Linked DNA regions of Xenopus laevis: region 2 is linked to region 1. Evidence: chromatin contacts called from public Hi-C data. All regions are on one chromosome and are shown on one strand. The core of a region is the stretch at or near the end of the contact, and the rest is flanking DNA. Distances in the headings are between cores, read along the strand shown.

Region 1 (2,823 bases), core at 25-2,524:
GTCAATTACAAGTCATATTAGCCGTTATTACATCTTAAATAGCTCTGTAACAATAAAAAATTAATGCAAATTGCAAAAGTGATTAGATTTTATAATGACCCTCTGTTAGTACCCCAGTAATAAATAAAATGCCAAGAAATGTCTTTGCCTCTCTCTCTAGTGGCAAAATGGGTATGTAGTGCTTAATCCCACTACATTATAGACTGATAATAATCTACCTTGCAAGGACCAGACATGGAGTTCCTTCAATTGCCCTTTTAAACTTCTGTCATTCTGAAAAAAACACCCACTTAAAGGGACTGCTCACCTTCAAACACTTTTTTTCAGCTTAGTTTGTTTCACATTTTTCACCAGAAATAAAGACATTTTCCGATTACTTTTTATAATATTGAAGTGGGGTCACCAACTCTTTACTCTTTAACTGTCTTAAATTGATACCTTTAGTTGATACATTTGTTATCTTTAGCCCTGCTGAGTAGTGATGGGCGAATTTGCTCCGTTTCGCTTCGCCAAAAAATTCGCGAATTTCGCGCGGAATTCGCGAAACGGCGAAAAATTCGCGAAATCGCTCCGGCGTCTCGTTTTTGACGTCCGTTTTTTCGTAAAAATTTTTTTTGACGCTGGCGAATTTTTGCCGCAAATTTTCGCGGGCGTTTCGCGAATTTATTCGCTGGCGGCGAATCGCGCAAATTCGCCGCGAATTCGCACCTGGCGAATAAATTCGCCCATCACTACTGCTGAGCAAAATCCCTGGGTTTCATTAAAGGAGTTAAAAAAACCCTACCCTACATAGACCCCCCTCCCTCCTCCCCCCAGCCTAGCTGCTACCCCGGGCAAATGCCCCTAAGTCTTTACTCGGTGCAGATTCTGTCCAGAGGAGTTCACGGACGCCATCTTCGCTGCTTCGGTAATCTTCGGGTCTTCTCCCGGCTCTTCAGCAATTTCCATGAGTTTCAGCGCATGCGCAGTTGTCACAGAACTGAAAATAGCTCCAACTTCGCATGCGCTGATCCGGCACTTACTTCCCAAAGATTCCCGAAGAGAAGGAGATAATGCTGTCTGATACAGTAGTGTATTTGAAATACATGTAAACATACTGCATATAAAAAGTGTGTGCGCGGATCTTTGAACAAAGTTGCTTTCTTTTTTTGGCACATTTTCAGTTGCTTCAGTGAAAAACAATGTTTTCAGCCTATAAAAATATATATTTTTCTTTTATGTCAGATAAGTCATAAACAACACATTCCTTTACTCTTTGAAGCTGGTTTCACATTAACAATTACTAAGAAACTGGCTTATATTAACATTACTGGCAAGGTTTGTTCAATAAATCCTGCTCAAACAGATCAGTTCACAACTGCTAGTGTATTTCTTGAACATTCCAATGAAACTGCTGAGAGCCAGATGTGGAATCCTGCCAGATTTGTTCAATAAAACCTTGCCTGCTGCACCGTAGATTGTCAGACAAGTAAAATGATGTATAACAAGTTAAATGAATTCCTCACTGAGCATGAGGTGGAATCCAGGATCCTTGCCGCCTTGGGGCTCTGTGTTGCTGTGTCCCTGTATGGGTTGAAATGGATGAAGAAAAGGAACATTTTGAAGAAGATACAACAAGAGAAAAAAAGAAAAGATATGTGGAAAAACTGGCTGAGAAGTTCAAGAAACAGGTACGTTCATGCAACCCACTTTGCCACTGCATTTATTGCTCAAACCATATAGGAAGAAGAGGAAGGCAAATAACTAGGAAAGAGCGTATACAGGCAGCAGGGTTCCCCAACACCAAAAAAGTGCATACGTGCTGTAACATACTAGTTAGTTGGAACCTAAGGTGATTAGGGTACTCACAGATGCACAGGGCACCCCTGTGGTTCCGGTGTTCACCAACAACCTTTTGGGGCCCCGGGCTTTCTGCAGCAGAACTGAACAAGAGGTTTGTGCAAAATAGAAACAAGGTACCGGCAAAGTACCGGCAAAAGCATAGTAGAATTTTAGGCAAAGGGATCAGGGTGGCAGGAATCGTAGTCAAGAAGTCAGGCAGGAGTTAATAACTAGGAATACAAACACGAATAAAACGCTTCAGCAGGATCATAAAACTGAACTCAACTTGGACTGGGCTTTTAAGGATGATTTGGCGCCAAGAATTTCAAATCCGGCGCCCATTGGTAATGTCACGACGCTCTGCATCAAACAGCAGTGTCACCAAGCCCCGAAGTGAGAACCCGAACAGGCAGGGAGGTGTGCCACGAGGTAAGAGAAGAGGTAGAACTCCCGGCGTGTCTTACACATGCTTAAAATATACATTTACTTTGAATGTGCTGTTAGACTTCATTTGAATGTGTTCATATACAGTATAAGCTCTAAAACTGTAGTGTAACTCTTATGGCAGGCATACACCAATGCGATTCGGGGTGGTAAACTCAATTTATTCAGCCAAAACAGGTGAAGCTCTCACACTATGAGATGAGAGAGAAAACACTGGAAAATAATAGGACAGTATCCATGAGCTTCTCCTAAAAAATAAAATACTAAAATAGAAGGATAATTTATATCAGTAAAATTTTGATGATAGGAATCTAATACAACATGCCATCCTACAATGAAAAGTCAACTTCTGCAGCACAAGCAACATGACTTTGTTTATATGGACCTTGTCCATATAAACAAAGCAACTATAGACATGATTCCTGTACAGGTATTCTTGCATTCTGGCATTGAATTTATTTTGCATTTCTTTCTATGGGTTTGCAAAGAAATCTGAGCTGTCATTTTTAGTATTTTAGCAGGCTAAGATAAGCAGATCTGCTCTGTGCCCCTGATCCA
Region 2 (2,972 bases), core at 387-2,886, 160 kb before region 1:
CCTGTGAGCAAGTTTCAGAGAGTCTTGAGTGAAACTGAGGAAAAGACAGGAGGCTGAGGACTTTACCAAAAGGAGTACTGTGAATACAGGGGTGAGCAGTGTTGGACTGGGATGCCCATGAAGAAATAGGCAATGACCATTAAATAAGCCAAATGGTTAGAAGCAGGAAGACTCACTGACACCTGGTCCCACCGGGAGTTTTCCTGGTATTCCAGTGAGCCAGTCCAACACTGGGGGTGATTTTCTGGGGGAGATTTTCTTTTGTTCTCTCCCTGACTGTATTTGTTTTTCTCTCAATAAAAACAAATCTCATATGTTGATTTATCACCTTCTGTATTGCTGCCTATGAATTACCATGTTCTCTTTCACAAGATGGAGAAGTAAAGATGAAGACTCTAATGGGCAGCACAGAATATTACAAATCTGTTAGCTCCTAACAACACATTTCTTAGGGAGGTGTTACATGCCAAGGTTTGCATTTAGAGTGCTAGAGCACATTCTGGCAGTGAAGCCTGTTTCCATCATCGCAGCATAAACATTAACACTGAAAAGGTTAATTATCCAATTTGTTTTGCTTCCTTCAATCATTTCAAGCGAAGACCGTAGTAAGTTGTCTCCATTGGTTACATGGCTCTCTTCTGATTAGCTTTACATGTAAATATACAGTATTATATTCTCTCTCCTATCCATAGGATGTTTCCACATCAGTGAAATAATACACTCATTAACTGGAAAATACACAAATACAAATCTCACAGGGACTACCCTACAGACTGTAGGGGGGATGATGGGAATTTTTTTTAGCAAGATTAACTTCTGGGTTACACTTCCTGACATAGAAAATGTCTTTCCCTTTCCAGACTACCATTTTCAAAGCACCATAATATTCTGGTAACTAATTACACAGAGTAGATATTACTGCCTATAAGCAAGTGCAAATAAACCCTTTTTATTAATTATTTTGATTGCGCTCTTAGTCCCATGTCTCAGTGTTATCTGCACATATTATTCTTTGTGTACATATATTGATTATATTTATTAGTGTCGACAAATCCAAACAGTCATCCTCAATTATATTATACACAGGGAGCCCATGGGAAATTACTTTCTACAGAGCAACTGCAATTGTATGTTTTATTTTCTGTTTTACCTTGCTCATGTGCACAGTGTTCAGAAACCCAAGCACAACACCAAATTCAGAAAATGACAAAACGTTTGCGGCATTATCAAATGTGTTCCATTCTTAGGAAATGTCAGTCTAAATTGTAACTATAATTTCATGGAGCAAGAATACATGTTGTGTATTGCATTGTTTAATGAATAGAGATTTCATTAAAAAAACATTTTTGTTGAAGCTACTACTACTAATATATATTGAAATAAAAGGCAGAGATCTTGCTGTGCATTTTGGCTTTTTGTGAGTATTTCCAAAATGAAAGATAATTCAAACCTACTAGAGACCTCTACTAATCCCCCCAGCTAAGGGCCCACACCACACTCTAGCACAACTCCCTGACGGTCCCCATCATGATTATAGCTGCCACTACCTTCCACTGCCAGTTATTGGCTGCATTTTGTCTCCCCTCTCTGCTCCGTACTGCCTGTCAATGTGTCTAGGCCAGGGTCGGACTGGGCCAGTGGGACATTGGGTGAAAACCCGGTGGGCCTGGTCCTCACAGGCTCCTGAAGACCCAGGTCCAAACACCTATCTTCCCTGCCCTGTCAAACATTTGAAATAAAAAAGTCAAGGTTATGTGATACAGTGTGTGCATATCAAGAGGTGGGCCCTGGAGACCATGGGACAAATTCAGGAATTTTCGCCAGCGACAGCTTCGCCACACTCCACGCCACTTCATCAGGCGCAAATTCGTTACCACTATGCTAAATCATTAATATGCAAAGTTGTGTCTCAGCAGCCAAACGCTGGCTAATTTTCGTTAGCTTTACTTCGGCTGGGCGAGCATTTCATAGCGAATTTTCGCTAGCATTTATTTTTTCCTAGAGAAACTTCGCTAGCATTCTTGTGCTTAGGTTAATCTGAATAGGGCGGGTACCTAAAAGTTGTATGGAAGTCTTTAATAGTAATGTTGGTGCAATTGCTTGAAGTGGCCACTTTTTCAAACACATGTCCAATGAGCCGTAATAAAGACAGAAGAGATTCTCTAATGCCCTAGACATGAGCCCACCCTTAAAAAAATCTGGCATGCCCCTCAAATTAGTTTTATAAAATTCCTCACACATAAATCTTTAATAAAATGGACTTTTTAAAAAAGAAAAGTCGCCAGGTTTTTTTACAACTTTAATGCATTTCCAACATACAGGATATGATGTCACTGACATAAGATTGAGGAAGATGTAGCTTCATTTTATCAGTTCGCCTGGTATGAGGTGGCTCTGGCGAAAGAAGTAACGTTCAGTAAAATTCGCATCTTAGTGAATTTGCGGAGTAACAACCGTTCACCAGAGTGAAAAATCGTCTGTTGATAGGTTGCATATGGATGCTAGCGACGGTCTCGTTAACTAGCGAATTGTCCTCTATGCCTGTTAGTGAATTGGCGATATCCCTGCATATGAGATTTCTGGCGAATTTTCACTAGCGTCAGCCACTTCGCCCTTTAGTGAATCTGCCCCATGAGAGGGGCCCTTAAAGTCACAGCCTCAGTGGGCCACTGCTGCCCCAGTCCAAAGCTGGCATAGTTGGGCCAGTGGGGCCCAACAGGACCAGGGCTCATCGAGTTTTCTCCCAGTGGGGCAGTCTGACCCTGTTTATGTGACAACCACAGGTTTAAGGTTAATATGCCTCCTGATTTAACCCAATACATCTGGCAACACTATCATAGACTTCAGCTTCAAAAAGTGGCACCATGGAGCCACCAATGAAACTTCATCTGATTTGACTGACTGATTTTGTGAAAAGCCACAGATGGTTAGGGTGGAAGTCTGAACAGAACAACAAGATGCTGAGTTTTCCA

What was found. A called contact is a pair of places that touch in the nucleus more often than the background predicts.
Region 2: a Hi-C map of the XL177 cell line shows a contact between it and region 1, with 3 times the contacts expected there. The contact joins the enhancer-like site here to the promoter of faah.3.S in region 1. A contact is called at or near these places in 2 of 4 Hi-C or Micro-C datasets (the XL177 cell line and the XTC cell line).

Annotation. Positions count from the first base shown.
Region 1 is chr4S:73,426,554-73,429,376 of Xenopus_laevis_v10.1, reverse strand. faah.3.S (vitamin D3 hydroxylase-associated protein) reads left to right here and starts at 1,274. Exons shown (of 16, transcript XM_018259846.2): 1 at 1,274-1,636; 2 at 1,639-1,670. The coding sequence starts at 1,474.
Region 2 is chr4S:73,586,910-73,589,881 of Xenopus_laevis_v10.1, reverse strand. No RefSeq gene overlaps it. Among protein-coding and RNA genes, the nearest start is that of dmbx1.S, 110 kb to the right of the region's middle. Within about 2 kb of position 1,636, at least 1 of the 7 cell types and tissues checked has an H3K27ac peak or open chromatin away from gene starts, as enhancers often do.